Regions from separate parts of the Mus musculus genome. Here all the other regions are linked to region 3. Evidence: chromatin contacts called from public Hi-C, HiChIP or PLAC-seq, capture Hi-C and promoter capture Hi-C data. All regions are on one chromosome and are shown on one strand. Each heading gives the region's core, a stretch centred on a gene start, on an enhancer-like site or on the middle of the called end of the contact. The rest is flanking DNA. Distances are from core to core; before and after follow the strand shown.

Region 1 (2,700 bases), core at 2-2,501, 600 kb after region 3:
CTGTCTTCAGACACACCAGAAGAGGGCACTGGATCTCCTTACAGATGGTTGTGAGCCACCAAATGGTTGCTGGGAATTGAACTCAGGACCTCTGGAAGAGCAGTCAGGGCTCTTAACCATTGAGCCACCTCTCCAGCCCTTAAAAATTTTGAGATTATAATTTAATTACGTGTCTCCCATCCCTTTCCTCCCTCAAGCCCTCCCATAGACCCCTCACCTTCAAATTCATAGCCCTTTCTTTCCTAATTGTTATCATAAGCATATATGTACAGACATATACATCCCTAAATACAACCTGTTACGTCTGTATAATGCAACATACATGTGTGCTTTCAGGGCTGCCCATTTGGCACTGGATAACCAACCGGTGTGCTCTTCCCTGAGGAAGACCACTTCTCCAGCCCCCAGCAAGCCTCAGTTGCGTAGAGCACTGTATGTAGGGTTCAGGGTTCCCGGATTCTCCCCCATCCTGTTTGGCCGGTCCAGCAGATTTGTCCTTCTGCAGCTTATGTTTGGGTGGTCATACTGGTTAGACTTTATGGATGTAGCTTCTGACGTTACTAGGCAACACAACCTCACAGCAAACTCCCTGATCCTCTGGCTCTTACAGCCTTTCTGTTCCCTCTTCTGTAGTGCTCCCTGAGCCTTAAGTGTGGCAGTATTTTGTAGATGTATTCACTAGGGTGGAGTGTGCTCCACAGGTCTGCATTTTGATTGGTTGTGGATTTCTGTAATGGTTTCTGTCTGTTGCAAAGATAAATATAATTCTTCATAGTATATTCCCAATATTTATTTATTTCAGAAGAGACCTTCTTAGGTAGCCCAGGCTAGCCTCAAACTTATGATCCTCCTGCCTCAGCCTGAGGAAGTTTAGAAATTCAAGATTAGTCTCTGCTACATGAGTTCAAAGCCATCTTGGACTGCATGGGACCTTGTCTCAAAACATTTTTTTTCCTTTTTTTTTTTTTCACTTTTTTTAAAAATTAGGTATTTTCCTCATTTACATTTCCAATGCTATCCCAAAAGTCCCCCATACCCACCCCCCTCAAAACATTTTTTTTAAAGGAAGAAGGAAGGAAGAGAGGACGGGAGGGAGGGTGGAAACACTTTGCTTTTAGTCTCCTTCCTGCCTACCCCATTCTTACCTCCCGCTTTGAACCTGAAAAACCTTGTTAGCTTTCAGTCCTAGGTGATGGCTCTTCCTGGTGGCCAGAGCCTTGTTTAGCACAATGCTTGGGCGCCCTCTGGTGGCGTTTGGAGGAAATACTTAGGCCAGAGCCCAGGTCTCACTCTCTAGTTACCTCTGGACCCCTCTGTAGCCTCTTTACTTGTCTTTCTGCTCAATTTACTCCGCATATGACCCTGCACAGCATCTTTTTATAAATCCTCAGGTCTTCCCAGATGTGACTGATTGTTTTAGAATCCCAAAAAGTCATCCTGGATCCTGGGTGGGCTTGACTCCACAACCTGGTGCTCTCTTAGAAGCAGGACATAGAGACATGCAGAGAAGACTGGATGGAAACAGAAAAGGGCTGGAAGGAGCTCCTTTTCTTTTTTTCCACTCTGTTTTTTTTAATTGGTTACTTTATTTACATTTCAAATGTTATCCCCCTTCCCAGTTAACCCCCTGACCTCCCCCATCTCCCCTGCTTCTAGGAGGGTGATCACCTGTTGGGAGCTATTAAGACAACACAATTGTCCTGATCTCTGAATTGGGCCTCTCCCCCCAAGAAGAAAAAGGGGTCAAAAGCGGGCCACCGACACACCGTTCCGAGAACAACCACAGAATGTTCCAGCCCTAAATCAGCGCCAGATATCTGGACCACACCCTGATACCACCAAGTTCCAGCTTCCCCGTGTAACTGCCAAAAGAAAAATTTCCACTGCCCCACCCCTCCCGCTGATAAGTACTTGTACTTCCCCTTTTGCTTGTGCATTTAAGCCTTGAGCCTTTCTCAATACAGCGGGACCTTCTTGCCACTCAGAATGTTTCCGTGTCGTTCTTGCACTTGGTCCTCATATCTCTCTACCCCCCATTTGGTTCTTAGGAGAAGGTCCCCTCGAGACCCTCGAATAACTGGACCTGCTGGACGGGTCACTCACCCACCCACCCACCCCCTCCCACATCAGCACCCTAGCCCTCCCCAGGACCAAGGGGATCCCCTCCCATTGATGCCAGATAAGGCCATCCTCTGCTAATATGCAACTGGAGCCATGGATTCCCCATGTGTACTCTTCAGTTGATGGTTTAATCGCTGGAGGATTGGGGGGTGGGGTGGGGCTGGCTGGTTGATATCGTTATTCTTCCTATGAGATTGCAAACCTCTTCAGCTCCTTCAGTCCTTCCCCTAACTCCTCCATTGGGGTCCCTGTGCTCAGTTCAATGCTTGGCTTCGAGCATCTGCATCCATATTGGTCAGACTCTGGCAGAGCCTCTCAGGGGACAGCCATACCAGGCTCCTGTCAGCAAGCGCTTCTTGGCATCAGCAATAGCATCTGGATTTGGGTTCATTTTCAAACCAAGGACACTTACCAGCAGCAGATGCCAGGAGAAAGGCACCGGCTGGACCACCTCGGAGCCTCCCAAAGTAGCCTGAACCTTCATCTCAGACATCTGTTCTCCAGAACCCAGCATATCACATTTCTGCGACTCTACCCGGCTGGTGGCCATTTGTTGCCCCAACCTTAGAATCTAGAATA
Region 2 (2,700 bases), core at 142-2,641, 560 kb after region 3:
TAGGTTAAAACTGGGATGTTGATTGCACCCCAGAAAAATCGTTTCAGAATAGGTCTGTGTGGAACAGAACTAGGCTTATTATGAGAGAAACCACGGGAGCACACACGGGAGTCTAAGCAAGGACAGTCAGAGAGAGAGAGACTAGGTTCAGTGTCTTATCAGAAACATATGATTTCATGACTTTATGCTATAGTATCCAAAGGATGTAATTTTCTTTTCCTTCCTTCCTTCCTTCCTTCCTCTCTTCTTCTTCTTCTTCTTCTTCTTCTTCTTCTTCTTCTTCTTCTTCTTCTTCTTCTTCTCTCTCTCTCTCTCTCTCTCTCTCTCTCTCTCTCTCTCTCTCTCTCTTTTTCTTTCTTTCTTGGCTTTTTGAAACAGGGTTTCTCTGTGTAGTCCTGACTATTCTGGCATTAGCTCAGTAGATCAGGCTGACCATGAACTCAGAGATCCACCTGTTTCTCTGCTTCCTGAATGCTGGGATTAAAAATATGTGCCACCATGCCTGGCTTTTTTTTTTTAAGATTTACTTATTTATTTGTTTGTTTGTTTATTTAATGTGAGTACACTGTTGCTCTCTTCAGACACACCAAAAGAGGTTATCAGACCCCATTACAGATGGTTGTGAGCTACCATGTGGTTGCTGAGAATTGAACTCAGGACTGCTGGAAGAACAGTCAGTGCTCTTAACTATAGAGCCATCTCTCCAGTCTGCTTGGCTTTTTTTTTTTTAATTTTAAACAATTTTAATTTGTTTAATGAAATGAATTGTAAGGTGTTCTGTGGTGGTCAGGAGTGTGGATAAGTTACAAAGGTCTACAGCCGTGTTCTTTAGCAAGCATGGCTCATTTGTTGTTTATAACACCTTTGAGATATCTTAGAAAAATGGGTCTTGCCCCTGGAGCAATCTGTACTGATTTTATCAGTTGGGTGAATGAAGAACCTAAATTAGATCGCGTGGGGGAGGGGCCTTTTCCACTTCTCACATCCCCTTGACTTTCCTGTCTCTCTATCCAGTCTCACCTGTTACACAAAATCATTGACCCAGTGGAAAAGAACGTTTGCATCCAGGAAAATAAGCATATGAAAAAGAGAAAGTGATGGAGGGGCTCAGGGAAGGACTTGGAGCTCTGGATGCTAAGTCAGCACAGGAGGAATAGGGATTTTTTTGGCTTCTCTGGGCTCTATTGAAAGAAGAAGAATGGTCTTGGGCACATGTTAAATAGAACGAACTCCAGTGCTGAGACCAGAAAGGATGCGCCCCCGGGTGGGGAATAGTGGGAAGGGCTGGGGTCAGATGGTGCCCATAAAGGCTGGGAATGAGGTGTGGCTCCCATCCCCAGGGCCTTGGAGGGCTTGTGTTCTGCTCTGAGTTGTGCACGAAGGGTTTTCAGCAGCTAGAGTCACCCGGAGTACTGGGCTGGGTGTCTAAGACGCTCTCGACATCAGGACCGCGTTCGCGTATCTGAGTTAAGGTGCTCGTAGGCGCCCCCGTGTGTTGGAGACGGGGAGAGTTTGGGAGAGGAATGTGGACGGAATGCGAACCAGAAGACTCAGCTGTGCTGATGGACCAGAAGAGAGGAGTGAGATGCGTGAAAAGGAGGCCACCATCGCCTAAGAAGAGTGAGGGAAGAGCGCACCCCCAGGGAATCCCAGAGGAAGCTTTAGTAGAGAACGGCCAGAGCGCAGGAGAGGAAGAGGGAGGGGCACACCATGCAGTCCCCAGGTTGAAATGTAGCAAGGGCCACCCTCTCACAGAAGGTGACTGAGGACTCCCCCAGGGTGTTTTTAAGGGAAAAAAGGATATTGCAGAACGAGAGGACTGAGACACAAAGGCCAGAGAGAAATATGAGGCAGGAGGATGATCCTCTTGAGAACTGTGCGGCTGATTACTATGAGTGGCTTATGAGAATGTTTCCCAGCTTATACCCACTGCCACCTCCCAGACGGCAAGGCTGGATGCTGCTCCCTCTTGTGGCTCCCAACATCGCTAGGGCCAGACGCACAGTGGCCCTCACCAAATAGAAGTGTCCATGGAGAACCTCAGCCCGGCCGACATCTTCTTTTACTGCTCCTGGTGTTTGTACCCAGCAGGCTGTGCCCAGGCAGAGCTGGGTTGGGCATGAGGTCCTGGCATCTTTCAGCACTGACAAGGACATGTTAGCAGGCTGGCCTTTAGTGGCACCTTGGCAGTGGGGCTGGGGAGTTGAGAGCCATGGAGTAGAGGATGCTGGGAAGGCCATCAAGGGAAGAGGCAGCAGGGATTTCCAGCCAGGCAAGGATCTCAGGACCAGCATGTGCTTGCCAACCCTGGAAGAGAAGTAGCATGAAGTTTCAACCATGTTATAGCCCACTTCTTACACAGGGCGTCCTGCAGGGCAAGCTCTGCCACAGTCTCTGCCCAGTGAGTCCCATTCCGGGGCCCTCTTCGCCTTTCTTGGCCCTGTGAACTCCTGGCTTTGGGGTCCTCACGCATTCCTCCCTCTCCTGGATAGTCACCTGGCCTTGGGCCTCTCAAGGCTGCAGAGGGGACATCCAACCAGGGATGGGTGACAGAGCTGCCAGTCTGCTCACGCCATACCAGTATTCAGTCTTCCTTCTTCCTGGCAGTGCTTGGGAACCCTGCATTTCTGTGAGGGAGAGGAGGCTGGGTTAATGACTTCAAAATATAAAGCCACTGGAAGAGGTGGGGAAGGGAAGATG
Region 3 (2,700 bases), core at 30-2,529:
GCCATGTTTTGAGATTTACTCATTTCTCTGAGCCTCACCCACGTGTGTATGTGGGTATGCATGTCTGATGTGTGTGCATATGTACATGTGTGCATGGGTGCATGTATACATATATGTGAGTGTGTCTAAAAGTGTGCATGTGTATGTGTGTGAGTGGGCAAGTGTGTGTGTGTCTGTGTTACACATTATTAAAAGCCTGTTGTTTTTCTTCTGTGTTTGATATTAGGGATCCTTTGCCAACTAGGAACCATGATGGGTAGAGAAAATTCTATTTTTTCCCCCTTCACACTTATGAAAAGAAGCCTACTAAGCTTTGGCATCAGTAAGTCCCCAGCTGGTCTCTGGGACTGGCCCACACCAGCCTTGCTTGTGCCCACGTTTTCTCTGGTCTAGCGCAGGACATCAGCCAACTCCTACTCTGCCTCTTTCTTTTCCCCTCCTGTCCTTACCTCCTCTCCTCAGGTGATCTGTAAGGACAGCGCAGGCATGTATACTCCAACCCTAACGCCGCCAGGGTCTCAAGTAACCTGGGCTGACCACTATGTAGCTAAGGTGAGCCTAAACCCCAGAGCCTCCCAAGTGCGGGTGGTAGGTGACACCTACACGTCCCCTGCAGGGCAGCGGAGGAAGTCACCCCCCAGTGGTAAGGGATTGGGTAGAAAGGAAGCCCAAACTTCTGCCACTCTTGGGTGTTTCCTTAGGTTCCCCACTTTTCTCTCTCTCTCTCAAAAAGAAAACAAAAACAAAGCACATCGGTTCCGTAACCCCCACTCTGCACTCGGAGCTGTACAGGAGCCATCTTCAGCTCTCTCCTGAACTTTGATCTCAGAGTCTCCCAAAAGTTTCTCTTCTGCAGATGTGGCATCTGGATTGCCCCTCCAACACAAATCTGCTCACTCTGGCCTCGCTCACTGCCACCAAATAGCTTCAAGCTCTCTCTGCGGCTCTCCACCTAGGCTGGGAGGCCAAGTTCATCTTGCTGGTACATCCTGCTCTGGAAGTATTGAGGGGGAGCAGGGGGCTGTGGGGCACCCTAGGGAATGAGGCGGTGGATACCAATAGGGAGTCAGGCAGGACCTGTTCCAAAGCCACACTTTTTTCACTTTGCAATTGGACGCCTGCAGTTACTGCCGTAGGCCAGGAAGAGGCGCGCGTGGGGGCGGGGCCAGAGGGAGGAGTCGGCAAACCCGGAAGCGCTGAACGGGGCGTGGTGAGCTGAGAAAAGGAGGGCGGGGCTGGGAGGACAAGGGCGGAGCCCGGCCTGGCTGAGCTCTGGTCACAGTGGCCCAGCGCCTTGGACCTGGTGGAGGTAGCAGCGGCAGCGACAGTAAGTGCGGGTGCAGCGGCCCCCATGCTTGGCTGGGTCTTCCCTTCCCGAGGCTGAGCCTGGCCTCTCCTCCACACTCTTCTCTGGTCCCGCGTGTGGGGACAGGTCGGCCCGAAAGATCCAGAAGGCTTTGCGGGTCCGGATCGGATGCCACAGCTGCCTCTGCAGCGAGGACTTGTCTTAGCCTACTGCCAGGCTCGCTCTTGGACCCCAGCCTGTGTCCACAGGAGCCATCGTGGCACACGGGCTGGCCAGACATGTTCTCAGTCCCCAGACTCCTACCCTTTCCAGCTCTGACTGGTCCTTACCCCAGGACCCCAGTCAGAGGCAGGGACAGCTTGGCCCCGGGAGGTTCTCCGCCTCCTCTCCTTTCTTTGTCTTTCTCTATTCATCCAAAGCCACAGCTACCTTTTATAAAGAGTAATAAGGCGTTGCTCAGTCCACTGCACCGCCCGTGACCTGGTTAGAGAAGATCCCTGGCAACTTCAGATGCTTGGTCAAGGCTGAGTAGTCCTTGATGAATAGACACAGTAGCTGAGAAGGGACTTCAGACCTGTGTGGGTCTGGGTGACCCACACTGAGCCGCTGAGCCGTGCGCCCACCCTCCTAGCCTGAACTTCTGGAAATGGAACAGGTCCTTGCCAGTTCTCTGATGCTTCATGATTATCTTTCACACTAAAAAAGAAAATACGTGTACATATGTGTGCCTTTGTGTGGGTATGTGCAGTTCTTTCAGGTGCCCACAAAAGCTACAGGAGGGCATAGAATTCCCTGGAACAGGAGTTAAAAGTAGCTGAGCTACTTGACTAGGGTGCTGGGAACTGAACACGGGTCATTTGAAAGAACAGCAAGCGCTCTTCACTGCTGAAACATTTCTCTAGATTCTGTTTATATTTAAAAAACAAACAATAATTTAAAGCACGTTTGCATGGATGGCCCTGTCTAGGTCCTTGCATGGTCCTCTTTGGTCTTTGTGTGAATTAAGGCTGTAGAGGGGTCTGCTCAGCTTGCTAGGACACTGTAGAACCTCTGGCCTGCCTGAGCCAGGGCTCCGCTGCAATAGTCAGGGATCTGTTTATCCAGCAGTGCTGATGAGGGGCATTCCCCTTGTTTGTCTCTGCTCATAGCTTCTTGCTGCAGGAAGCCTTCAAGAGGGAGGGCTATGGGGACTTGGAACCAGCAGATGGAGTCACATTCCCAGATTATCCCTGGGGGTTGGGGGAGGGAGATGAGGTTAGGGAAACCCCCCCCCCCCCCCAGGGCATCCAGACAGCGTGACTGTATCATCCATGCCCCTGTGACCTAGGCAAGTGGCTTGAACTTTCTGAGCCTCATATTCCTCCGGACCTAATACCCGGCTGTCATGGCTCACT
Region 4 (2,700 bases), core at 67-2,566, 650 kb after region 3:
CAGAGCTGCGGCGCCGGCCGGTCCGCAGCCTCCTCCCCGCCCCCACCCGCAAAGCTTTGCCCAAGGTTAAGTCGGCTTGCGGCGGGCTTCTGCCAGGGACCCCAAACCAGCTCCTGGGGGCTCTCGCTTCTGCTTCTCATGCCCACCGGACCAAGGATGGGGTCCCCTTGCTTCACCGCCGAGCTTGGTCCAGGAAAACCAGCCTACCTGGCCTGGCTCTGGCGACCACCCTGAGAGAGAGAGAGGAGAGCGCCTCGGGCATTTTCACTGTGCACCCCCCCCCCCGCGCGCCCCATTATGGACACGCCTTCCACCATCTCTTGGAGGTTGGGGGAACCCTTCCCCAAACTCAACGCCCTGGCCACCGCTCAGTCCTTGAGCCTTCTGTCCCCTTCTTCCGAAGCCCAAGGAGGGGTCGGAGGACACCCTTGCGGCCGCTACCTTTCCTGCCGGCCCCACCCAGATCCGCTCCCTCTGCCAAGAGCAGTGTGTGCAGTCTGCAGCATTCACCCGGCAGGGGCCTAGCCCGGGGACCGATGGCAAGGAGGTGGGGGTGGGGGGACAGGCGGGGCCCAGCAGCAGCCAGGGCCCGGGTCCCCACATCCCGCACCCCTGCTCCGCGCCACGCCACAAGGCAGACCCCGTCGCGAGCGTGCGCCCCTAGAGCATGTTCTCGTCTAGGACACTCCGGGAGGCTGCGGGAACTGAAGGTCCCAAAGCTGGTGGCCACGGGAACACCGGAGGGGCTCGGGGCTGGGACTCTCGGTGTTGTTTACACTTGGCGTAGTTAGCCTGGCAGGCCCGAGAGGCTCCGGCTCCGACACGCGGCGGTGGCTCCCAGCGCGCGGGGTCTCTGCTCCCGGCCTCCCCACCCACAACCCGCGCCCGGCCCGGCCCTCCGCGCCCCGCCGCTCACGTCTCGGAAGCGGTTCCAGTGCTTAATCTTGCCGCTGTACTGCGAGATGGACGACAGCCATTGCTCGTCCTCCATGAAATTGCCGGGGGTCTCGCCCTCCTTGAGCCCCTTGGCGTCGCCTTCAGCCAAGGCGACCACGGCGAGGAGCAGCAGCGGCAGAGCCAGCCGCCCGGAGCCTGGAGCGCGCATCGTGGTCTGGGCTTGGACCTGGGGGGGTCTGGACTTCAGCAGGATTTGATGTCCTTCCCTCCACCGCGCCACTGGCGAAGCGCTGCGGTCCTCCTCAGCCCTCCTCCTGCTGTCTGACTCCAGTGACTGACGGAGGGTGGGTCGTGGCTGAAATGTGACCTGGTTAGCAGATGCACTTGTCTGAAAAAGCCCAGCGCTGGACGCGGAGAGGGAGAGAGATTCAGAGAGGCTGCGCCAGCGGGGGCTGTGTCTGTAACTGTAGCATCAGCATCACGTTTGACATCATCATACCTGGTTAAAAAAAAAAAAAAAAAAAAAAAAAAAGGAGGGGGTAGATTTCAAAGCAGAGCGCTGGATCAGAGCAGCCAAGCCAGCCAAGCCGCAGCGCAGGGCTGCGCAAGTCAGTCCAGCTCTCAAGGAGTTGCAAGCCAGGGAAGCAGAACCCTGAGATGTCCCTGCTGTCTATCTAAGGGTGGACAGCAAAGAAGGGCTCCGGGGTCTTTCATAGGGCTGGAAAGAGGATGAAAACTCTCGGGTTACCAAGTCAGCTGGGCTCAGGTGTCTAAAAGGGAATCTGGCCACAGACAGTTTCTTCTCCCTTGGCCTCCTCCCACCCCACACCCCACACCCCCGAGTGGCCTGTGCCACCGCTCTGACAGCTGGCTCCCCGCGAGTTATGGCGCTTCGGTAATGGGTGGCTTCCTTAAGACAAAGGCGGTCTAACAACTGGCTGCCTCTGAACTATTGCTCCCCCTGGCCCGCCGCTCTTTTCAACGCATGGCCCCAACCCTGAATGGCTGGTGAAACATGGGCAGATGTCCTCCTCTTCCGCAAGCAGATGTTTAGGGGCTGTCACCCTTTTGTTAGCTTTTCCTAGGGCAACCCTAAAAGACACATGCGTGTCTAGCCATCTCATCTGCCTTGAGTCTGCAAATCTAAATGGGCCCAGCCATTTGCTTGTGACTTTGACTTCATGTTGAGTTTGATGATGCACTGGGGAAGGAGACAAGGCGGGAGGAGGCGGGTTCTGTTGGAGGCTGTTAGGTTCTTGTTAAAACTGTGACCCTTGTCATTGCCTATAGACCTGTGCTGCCTTACCAGCTGGGAAGGCTGGCAGCTGGGCACAGACCCAGGATCAGAACAGAACTGAAATTTACATTACAAATAAAATGAAGACTACGAAAAGGGCAAACCATATTAAACTTTTGGGCCCCAAGCCCTAGATTGTGTTTTTATAAAAGACTTGGCTGCTGTGATGTTAAAATAAAATAAAATAAAATAAAATAAAAATTAAAGGCAATGAAAGAACATGATCTTAATCAATAGGAAAAAACACAGGTTGTGAGGGTTACAGTCATCCAGGGCCTGGCATGCCTCCTGAGTGTTGGGTGCCTCAGTAGCCTGGGCTGGGTGGGGACCCCTGGGAAAACACAAAACAATAGTTTCCCTTCCTGTGGTGCTGCTGCAAGCTCCAGATACTGACATCTGCATCTCACAATGGATGCAGAGCCCTCCAGGCGGTACCAGGGAGCTTCACAGTGGAGTCCTTCTCATACGGACTGGAGGGGACTGAGGATCCCAACTTCCATATAGAG
Region 5 (2,700 bases), core at 156-2,655, 630 kb before region 3:
CCCAGTTAAGGAACTGTAGGCCAATCTGAGTGAAGTGTGGCTGGAGCCAAGATGGCCATGGTCCTTAAGCAACCCTCTGGGCTTTCTCTTTCTTCCTCACACACCTAGGATGGGCAGAAGGGAGTCTGACATAGAGGGCAGGTAGTCCTGGGGCCTCAGTTTCCCCATGTATTAAAATAGGAATAGCGAGGGCTAGGGATATGCTAGAGTGTTTGCATGCCCAGCATACACAAGAATACTTGATTTCAACACCCAGCACTGCATAAGCCAGAATGAGGGACCGTGCCTATAATCCCAGCATTCAGGAGGAAGGATTTAGAATTTCTAGGTTATTTTTAACTAAATATTGAACAAAATCAACTTGGGATATATGAGACCGTGTGTGTATGTGTGTGTGTGAACAATGATAGGTACATAGGTACCTGCTAAGATTACACAGATGAGATACCGCTGCAGACATGCTGGGTATCTGGCCAGACCACCCTTAATGAGTCCTTTTAGGGTTGCAAGGCCCTCCTTCTGCATAGTTCAAGTTCCCTAGCTTGATTTTGGCTAAAGGCCAGGCCTGCAAAGTCTTCATCCTGGTCACAACTCCCTGCAGAGCGTGCCAAGGACCCTCTAGCTCTGACTGGGGCCAAGGCAGGTAGAGGCAGGAAGGAAATATTCCTCAGTGTAGGGAGAGAGAGACAGAGAGAGACAGAGACAGAGAGAGAGACAGAGAGAGACCTCATTCCATACATCAAAGAGGCTTTCCTGAGACCTAAGCAGGGGTGAGTAAGTGCCCATGGGTGATCCAAGGTCAAGGGTCAGGTACCAGAGCCCCAGAGCCCACCACCACTTGGATGCGTTGGGTAGGGGTAGTGGGGCTGCTCTTCTTCCAAAGACTGGGAGCTGCAATTTTCCTAAGCCAGCGGTCAAGGTGACCACCTGCTCTTTTAGGGCTTCATCCTTCGACGTCTATTCGGAGAGGCGTCAGACCTTCCCTACGGAGCTCAAGTGGCACAGGAGAAATGCTGATTCTGGGGTCCAGGAGAAGCAGAAAGGGGAAGCCCGGGGCTACAGACATAACAGGGGCCCTGGAGTAGGGGAGGGGGTGTGGCGCCACCAGCCTAAGCATTTTTCTCCAGCCATGGAGATTGGAAGCCGGCCTTGGGTATCTTCCAGAAGGAACCGACCAGACAAGGAAAGAGGAACTTGCTTCTCCCGCAGGTTCCCTCTACCCTAGGGTTTTCCTCCAGGCGTAGGGCGAGCAGACGGAGGATGCTGGCCCGGAACCGGCTGGATTGAAAGAGGGGGGAGGGGAGTTGTGCCTATCCGACCGTGGTGGGGTGAGTGTATCTTTAAGTCCGCACCCCCTCCTTGTGGGCGGAGGCCGAAGCTGTGACCGCGCCCTCCCAGGCGTGGGAGGGGGGATCCGGACTCGAGGCGGGGTTCTGGGGGTGATCCTGGCCTCGGTGGCCCCGGGCTGGCCGGGTCTGCGCCGCCTGGACACAGCAGGAGCTGCCTCCGCCCCCGGATGGGCTGGGAGGGTGGGCGGAGTCATCTGGAGCCCGCGCGGGTAGTGCCCGAAGCCCGCCTCGGCGCCGGCAGTCCCCGGCCGCATAGCGCGACGCTCTCCCGGAGCTGCGGCTGCCAGGTAAGCACGCGTGGGCCGCGCCGAGGGAGGATCGGGGTCCCTCGGTTTGGGGCGGAGGCGTCCGAGCCACCCAGGCCTGCCCCAGGTCGGCGCCACCATGCTTTCTCAAAGCTGGAGCTGCTCCCGGGTTGTGCGCAGGTCGATCCCGGACTCATCTCCTGTACTCTGGCTTCCCTCGGAGTGAGGGACAACATGGAGTGGCGACACCCGCACTTCTTGGCCTGGGAGCCCTCCGGGCCAGCTGGGCTGGGCTTCCGAAGAAGTTAGGAAAGATAGCCGCGTTGTGACCCCGGCATGGGGTCCCCAGACTTATCTGCAGGACCCTTGAGGCCCAGGGGCAAGGGAGCAAACTGAGGGGCCTGGCAGGCACTGGCTTTGATTCGCCGCTCGGTTTGGTCTCTTTTGAGGTGGGGTTTCCTTGGTGTGAGCGAGGGTGTGCGTGGAGCGTGAGTACATTCATGTGCCTGAGCATGACACCCCCCTCCCCCCAAAAGACATGGACTTAATAGAAAGGTAGTGTTTGGGACACTGACTGTCCCAGTTCCTTGTAGTGGCCAAGCTGCCCTTGTTTTGTAAATCAGACTCCACAAAAGCCTGGCCCGGGGTGAGCTTGAGGCATCTCTGGTCTTCCAGCCAGAGAGTATGGGCCGGTCCTTGTCTGCCCACAGCCAGTGACAGAGCACCTGTGGCTGTGGGCTCCGGGCCATGCACAGACAGTGTGGGAGGTGGGAGGACTTGGAAGGGCTCTGTCCTGTTGTGGCTCTGTCCTGCAAGGGAAGACAAGAGAGAAACACTTGGCCAGTTCTCTGATAGGGAGTTTGATACCAGCCCTGGGCTGGTAGCCCTAGAAGAAAATGCCAGGAGGTTCCTCAAGGGAATTGCAAAACACCGGCGCAGCGAGGGTACTCTCGCTGGGTGTCCTGTGACTTTGCTGATAGATGTGTTTAAATGTCCTGGTGCAGGCAACCCCACCCTCCTCATTAGCATTACTAATCAGGACCGCTTTGCACCTCGCCTTGTGCGGCGGTGGTGCTGGGGCGGGGGCGGGGGTGGGGGGATGGGAT
Region 6 (2,700 bases), core at 88-2,587, 530 kb after region 3:
CCCACCTCCACCTCCCACGTTCTGGGATTGCAAGTATGCATCACCACACCCAAATTTATGTGGTGCTGGAGAACTGAAGCCAAGCTTTCTATCCACTAGGCTCTATTCTCAGCCTGACACAGGTCTAACTTTTGGTCTTTGTGTGCCCTGAGGTGTATCACAACTCCAGTTCTGGTTTCCCCTAATAGGCTACAGAACACAGGCAGCCAGTGAGGGTTTTCTGCTGAAAGCTAGCTGCGGGTCTCACATCATAGTGCAGGGCACGACCACACTTCCATCAGGCCCCTGCTAGACAACAGGTTAGCAGATTCCTACCAACCTTCTAATTAGGGACCTGAGAGGAGGTCTTGGAGCCACCTGGGTCTCACTGCCCATTCTGTCCAGCTTTGTATCTGCTACCTGAGTCTGTTAATGTCTTCCGCTGATATAAATGTTCAGCATGACAGAGCGGGGCCAAGGACAGATGTGTATGTTTCCTTTTTTATATTTTCTCACTTCTCCTTTATAGACAATTGCTTATTTTGTCTAAACCTTACAAAAGCCCAAGAAACGTCAGGAGGGCCGTCTCAGGCCTGAAGTTAGCTAGAGTCCTGGAAAAGAAAGCTGGACTGGGAGACCTCAAAGAATCGTGTACATCACCAGGACTGGAACTTATAACCTGAAGTTTGGCTTGCTGTCCAACACTGGGCCCTTTACAGCAGTCTTGGCGAAGCTGGCCCTTTTACAGACCCAGCAATACTTACCACTCATCATCACTCAGAAGTGACATGACCTCCACCTCAGGAGTGCCAGCAGTCCAAAGGGGTCTTAAGCTAATGCCAAGGGGGTCCAGCTCCCTCTGAGCTTCTTGGTGAGAACCCTTTCCACATCTTGTCCTGGGGGCTCTGTGAGAAAGCACCAAGAACACTTCTGCAACCTGTGGCTGCCCAGGGAAGGAGGACGGTGGCTTTTCAAAATTCCAGGAAGCATCCTCAGAGGGACAGGAAGGTCCTCATGTTCAGGGTGGGCAGCAGCATGGGGGGGGGGGGCTCAAGCTGGACAACTCTCCTTGAAGCCGTGCCCCTGAACTCTCTTCCTTGGGGCTGGAAGCTCCTCCCAGCCTCGTCCTCAAGGGTAGGGATGGAGCAGCCCTGGCGAGTCCCCCGGGACGCAGCTAAGTCGGGAACAAAGGCCCACGGAGGGGTCGAGGAGAGCGAGGCTCCCAGGGGGGATAGGGGGGGCTGCTGCCCTTCCTCCCGGCTCCTCCCTCCTCCCTGAGTCCTCCGCCTCCTCCATCCTCTTCGAGAGGCCGGGTGGGCGGCCGCGCCAACTTCACCGAGCGTCCCCAAGTTGCCGGGTGCGCGTGTGGAGTGAGGTGGGGAGTCTGGAGGAGAGGCGCGGGGCTCCCAAAGTTGCAGCTGCCGGCTCAGGAGGCCGCCTCCGGTCGCTAGCGGGATCGGAGTCGTGGGTAGGACCGATCGTTCGCCTGCAGCTAGGACACCGCCCGCCTGGCGCCGCTTCCCGCCCAGCGAGGGGACCAGCCCGGCCGCGCCTCCCTCCCCGCACTAGCCGAGGACGCAGAGTGGGCGCCGTGGGGAGCGCAGCCCCAGCATTTTCTGAGCCGAGAGCGCAGTTGGGGGCGGATGCTGCCGGGGCTGGACGCCGACCTCCGGAGTGTCGGATCCGCCCGCCGGGAGGAGGAGGCTCGACCGGGGTAAGTGGGGCGCCCGCGTCCCGGCACCGCCTCCTGGGCCCCAGGCGGTCACCGACCGCATCCCAGAGCGCGCGCCAAACTTTTGGAGGAGAAGGGGACCGGCGGAGGGCGGGCGGGGAGTTCCCTGCGCGGGGAAAACCCCACGCTGCCAAATTCTCATCTGCCATGTACCCACAGCCAGGTCACCGCACAAACCACAAGTGAGGCATCTTCACGCCGAACGTCCTGCATACTCCCAAGTGCAACTCCTGCTTCTAGGAGCCTCCAGGGTTGGGAACTTTTAAACCAGCTTGGGTTCTTTGCTGGTCCCGCAGCTCCACCCACCATTGAAATGGAGCCCCCAAACTCCATAGCAGGGGACTACTAGCTGCCCGGGCTTTGGGAAGCGGTGCCTGAGACCCACTGAGGCCCAGGAACGGGGAGAAAGAAGCAATCGTTGAAGTCACTTGTCCCGGGCTAGCAAGGGCGGATTTGGTGTGGAAACTCGGCGTCTAGATGATGTGCCTGGGTATGCGCAGCCCTTCCGGAGGTAGATGGGGGAGACCAGAGCCAGTGATTTGGAAACTTTTAAAGTTCTTCTGGACTGGGGTCTTTAAGCTGTAAGGAAAAGGCTGTGTGCTGGTGCTGCGCCTGACAATCTGCGTGGTGTTCGTGACAGGGCGTTGCAAGGAAGCTGAGACCCTGGCGGATGTGCTTCCTCAGAGGAACTTCCATAGGGGATCTCAGCTCGGGGCCATATAAATGGGGCCGTGGATTGAGCTGAGACTAAAGTCAGGATGAAACCAGGCTTGTTGGCCTGTCTTGTACCAGAATGTCTGCTTGGTTTCTGATTCGTAGTGTCCTGCATGTCCTAAGGATCTTGGGGCTAGTGCAGTGCTGGGCACCCAGTCTTAGCTGTCTGGTGATTGAGGGCACCGGTAGTGAATTATGGACTTGCCTCAAGCGGAGCCCAGTGAGCCTCGGCTGAATTGGCATTGATCTTCTTGGAGAGAAAAAGACCTTGCTGG
Region 7 (2,700 bases), core at 147-2,646, 580 kb after region 3:
GTGACTGTCTGCCCAAGGTGATATGACCTCACTGAGATGAAAGTCTACAACAGTATCCCTTAAATACAGCTCCTCATGTTGTAGTGACTTCCCCAACCATAAAATTATTTTGTGGCTATTCCATAACTGTAATTTTACTACTGTTATAGGTTGTAATATAAATATCTGGGTTTTCTTATAGTCTTAGGCAACCCCTGTGAAAGGGCCATGTGAACCCCAAGAGGGGTCATGACCTACAGATTGAGAACCACTGGTCTGGAGTTATCTAGAGCCATATGAAGAGAAGACCCTGAGAATTCTTGTCAGCTCCTCACAAGCAGAAACCAGATTCCAGACAGCCATTCCCAATACTCAAAAAAACCCAGTATCCATTTCAAGTCTTCAGAGCACGTGTTGAAACCTTTGAGAAGTTAAGGTTACTCTCTCCGTCCACTTCCTCTTCCCAAACAGCACACACTGCTGGAGGAGAGTGGACAGTGTACTCTTTGTTTGTGGTCCTGACGCAGGCCTGGTCTCCATCTTCCAGCATTGCTAGCTGGGAAGACACGGGGAACAGGCACCATGCCAGATCTAGGTCCGGATCTAGCATCATCTAGCAGCTACCATCATCTCCCTCCTGTAACTGCTAGGACCAGTTGTGTGTTGCTGTGTTTACTGCTCCCTGCTGGTCCCTGCTCCCAGACCCCACTGACTCGTTTCCTTAAACATCTTTATCCACAGCTTCTCCTTAGGGAATACTCTCAGGAGAAATGTTGGCTTGCAACAGGGTCCCCTTAACCCCCAGGGAGCAGAGAAGAGGACAGCAAGCAGGAAGGCTGGGGCCCTGTGTGTTTTTCTGAGGACACCTCCTGAGGACACCTCTCGGTTTCACAGTGGAAAGGGGTGGAGCTCTGGTCACATTAGTCTTGCATTCTTGCTTTGAGAACACCATTGTTGCAGAAACTGTAGCACTATGCAAAAAAAAAAAAAAGAGATGGGGACCATCTCTGTGGCCAGCAGGAAAGCCAGGGTTTGGAGGGGCCGAAGCCTGGTGGGGGTGAAGTCAGCAGAGCCTATTCCACCGCTGTAACAAAGCAGTTAAGGAAGGAGAGGTGTTCATTCCCTGCAGCTTTGGAGGTTAGAGGTCCAAGGAGGGAGGGGACAGACAAGGATTTGGGGGACTCTTTGGCGTAAATCCCAATGGAAAGGACAGCATCCATCTGCCCCCCTCAAAGTCTCACCTCTTCACAGTGTTGTGTTCCGGGTGGGTTACGTTTCAACATGTGAATTCAGGGATCCAGAATTCTTATTGGCAGTGCTCAGGAGATGAGCAGGGAAAGGCAGGGAGTGGGACACGGGTACAAGTTCACTGTGGAAACTTGCAGTCAAGTGCCTCATGTGACCTCAGTCAGACTTCATGGTCCCTTGGTCCCCAAACCAGACACCTGCAGAAAGCCTAAACAGGAAGCTTCTCTGGAGAAAGAAAACCCCAAAGATGCTATAATAAGAAAGAGGAAGAGAAAAGCAAAACACAAACCAACCTCCACTCACACCTGGCCTAAAAACCACCAGTCCAGATCAAAGGAAAATGTGTGTTCCCAACATCCTTTCCCTGGGGGAGAGGACCATCTACCATCTCCTCCTAAGGTCGGGGACAAACCTGAACAGGAAAAAAAAAATGAAAATGGGGGCTGGAGAGTTGGCTCAGTGGTAAGAGCACTGGCTGCTCTTCCAAAGGACCTGGGTTTAATTGCCAGTACCCACAGGGCAGCTCACAACTGTCTGCAACTCCAGTTCCAGATGATCTGACACCCACACCCACACATACAAGCAGGTAGAACACAAATGCGCATAAAATAAAAATAAATAAATCTTTTCTAAAAATGAAAATGAAGCCATGATGCTCCTTAGGTGTGATTGATTGAAGGGAAGATTTATTGTAGATATTAGGTCCTGGAACTCGCTCTGTAGACCAGACTGGCCTCAGAAATCCACCTGCCTCTGCCTCCCAAGTGCTGGGATTAAAGGCGTGCACCACCACGCCCGGCTGAGAGAAACCATTCTTGATGCAATATCGCATGAGGTTTATTCGGGAATCAGCATGCTGAGGCCGAGCTCGTAACCCACACAGGGGCAGAGGAGATCGACCCCCAGCAGTTGCAGTAGAGGGTTTTTAAAGAATAAACTGCAAAGTGAGGGGAGAATAAGACCACAAAGAATGGGGAAGCTGGGTAAACATTGTAAGCATGGGGATGGTGAATTACAGCTCATCTCTCACGGAAAGGTTACAGGGTATCTTCGGCAAAAATTCTTGGTCCCTTACAATATGGGTCAGGTGCCTGGGTGGGTCACCTAGTGGTCATCGTTCTCTCAGGCTGAAGGCGAAAGAACAAAGAACTCTATGCTGGGCTTCGTTTCTAGGGGTCTAAGAAACACATTGAGTTGGGGTCTTACAGTAACAGGTGGTTGCTGAGGACCTGGTGACCAGCATCTACTTTGATATATTAATAGGCACCTGAGTTGTCCTAGGTTTCCTTGAGAAAAGCAAGGTTCTGTTATCATTTGTTGTCATTCCACCAAAGTTCACTCTGAAGAAACTGATGGGATTATTAAACACTTATATGTAGAGCAACTTGTAAGGTGTTCTACACACAAGCATGGGGGACCTTCACACAGCCGCACTGGATGGTCTGCACCCAACCCAGATGATGAGTCACCATG

What was found. Promoter capture Hi-C pulls out the DNA fragments that hold promoters and counts their contacts. A called contact is a pair of places that touch in the nucleus more often than the background predicts. HiChIP or PLAC-seq counts read pairs in DNA pulled down with a chosen protein or histone mark. Capture Hi-C pulls out chosen DNA fragments and counts their contacts.
Region 1: a contact with region 3 is called in a Hi-C map of embryonic stem cells, with 4 times the contacts expected there. The contact joins the enhancer-like site here to the promoter of Slc29a3 in region 3. A contact is called at or near these places in 6 of 39 promoter capture datasets (the 3T3-L1 cell line, 3T3-L1-derived adipocytes, hippocampal neurons and 2 more), 1 of 15 datasets of contacts at CTCF or cohesin (embryonic stem cells), 26 of 484 Hi-C or Micro-C datasets (B cells, the G1E-ER4 cell line, the N1E-115 cell line and 12 more) and 5 of 115 datasets of contacts at active chromatin or transcription factors (T-cell acute lymphoblastic leukemia, bone marrow-derived dendritic cells, bone marrow-derived macrophages and 2 more).
Region 2: a contact with region 3 is called in a Hi-C map of embryonic fibroblasts, with 3 times the contacts expected there. The contact joins the enhancer-like site here to the promoter of Slc29a3 in region 3. A contact is called at or near these places in 7 of 39 promoter capture datasets (the 3T3-L1 cell line, cranial neural crest, embryonic stem cells and 3 more), 1 of 484 Hi-C or Micro-C datasets (embryonic fibroblasts) and 1 of 115 datasets of contacts at active chromatin or transcription factors (double positive thymocytes).
Region 4: a capture Hi-C map of embryonic stem cells shows a contact between it and region 3, with 3 times the contacts expected there. The contact joins the promoter of Spock2 here to the promoter of Slc29a3 in region 3. A contact is called at or near these places in 3 of 39 promoter capture datasets (the C10 cell line, cranial neural crest and pre-B cells), 3 of 115 datasets of contacts at active chromatin or transcription factors (bone marrow-derived macrophages, large pre-B cells and pancreatic cancer cells) and 2 of 9 other capture datasets (embryonic stem cells and macrophages).
Region 5: a promoter capture Hi-C map of liver shows a contact between it and region 3, with 3 times the contacts expected there. The contact joins the promoter of Pald1 here to the promoter of Slc29a3 in region 3. A contact is called at or near these places in 1 of 39 promoter capture datasets (liver) and 1 of 115 datasets of contacts at active chromatin or transcription factors (pancreatic cancer cells).
Region 6: an H3K4me3 HiChIP or PLAC-seq map of bone marrow-derived macrophages shows a contact between it and region 3, with 3 times the contacts expected there. The contact joins the promoter of Chst3 here to the promoter of Slc29a3 in region 3. A contact is called at or near these places in 4 of 39 promoter capture datasets (the C10 cell line, embryonic stem cells, pre-B cells and 1 more), 4 of 115 datasets of contacts at active chromatin or transcription factors (the 230-238 cell line, bone marrow-derived macrophages and large pre-B cells) and 1 of 9 other capture datasets (macrophages).
Region 7: a contact with region 3 is called in a promoter capture Hi-C map of pre-B cells, with 2.6 times the contacts expected there. The contact joins the enhancer-like site here to the promoter of Slc29a3 in region 3. A contact is called at or near these places in 3 of 39 promoter capture datasets (the 3T3-L1 cell line, hippocampal neurons and pre-B cells), 10 of 484 Hi-C or Micro-C datasets (the G1E-ER4 cell line, adipose-derived mesenchymal stem cells, cerebellum and 5 more), 2 of 115 datasets of contacts at active chromatin or transcription factors (large pre-B cells and stem cell-derived neural progenitor cells) and 1 of 9 other capture datasets (embryonic stem cells).

What each region holds. Positions count from the first base shown.
Region 1 is chr10:60,146,827-60,149,526 of GRCm38.p6, reverse strand. It overlaps Gm51802 (predicted gene, 51802), which reads left to right. Exons shown (of 2, transcript NR_168572.1): 2 at 1,657-1,984. Among named protein-coding and RNA genes, the nearest start is that of Gm51802, 14 kb to the left of the region's middle. Within about 2 kb of position 1,251, at least 7 of the 459 cell types and tissues checked have an H3K27ac peak or open chromatin away from gene starts, as enhancers often do. A contact at or near this core is called in bone marrow-derived macrophages and embryonic stem cells, where this site is marked.
Region 2 is chr10:60,190,667-60,193,366 of GRCm38.p6, reverse strand. The region is part of intron 2 of Chst3 (carbohydrate sulfotransferase 3); the gene reads left to right. Among named protein-coding and RNA genes, the nearest start is that of Chst3, 27 kb to the left of the region's middle. Within about 2 kb of position 1,391, at least 55 of the 459 cell types and tissues checked have an H3K27ac peak or open chromatin away from gene starts, as enhancers often do. A contact at or near this core is called in embryonic fibroblasts and hippocampal neurons, where this site is marked.
Region 3 is chr10:60,751,361-60,754,060 of GRCm38.p6, reverse strand. It overlaps Slc29a3 (solute carrier family 29 (nucleoside transporters), member 3), which reads left to right and starts at 1,279. Exons shown (of 6, transcript NM_023596.3): 1 at 1,279-1,327. The coding sequence starts at 1,327.
Region 4 is chr10:60,104,873-60,107,572 of GRCm38.p6, reverse strand. Spock2 (sparc/osteonectin, cwcv and kazal-like domains proteoglycan 2) reads right to left here and starts at 1,316. Exons shown (of 11, transcript NM_052994.2): 1 at 917-1,316. The coding sequence starts at 1,105. It overlaps Gm51801 (a long non-coding RNA gene), which reads left to right. Exons shown (of 3, transcript XR_003949003.1): 3 at 1-213.
Region 5 is chr10:61,382,228-61,384,927 of GRCm38.p6, reverse strand. Pald1 (phosphatase domain containing, paladin 1) reads left to right here and starts at 1,405. Exons shown (of 20, transcript NM_013753.2): 1 at 1,405-1,636.
Region 6 is chr10:60,217,897-60,220,596 of GRCm38.p6, reverse strand. It overlaps Chst3 (carbohydrate sulfotransferase 3), which reads left to right and starts at 1,337. Exons shown (of 4, transcript NM_016803.3): 1 at 1,337-1,693.
Region 7 is chr10:60,167,302-60,170,001 of GRCm38.p6, reverse strand. No RefSeq gene overlaps it. Among named protein-coding and RNA genes, the nearest start is that of Gm51802, 6.3 kb to the right of the region's middle. Within about 2 kb of position 1,396, at least 43 of the 459 cell types and tissues checked have an H3K27ac peak or open chromatin away from gene starts, as enhancers often do. A contact at or near this core is called in pre-B cells, where this site is marked.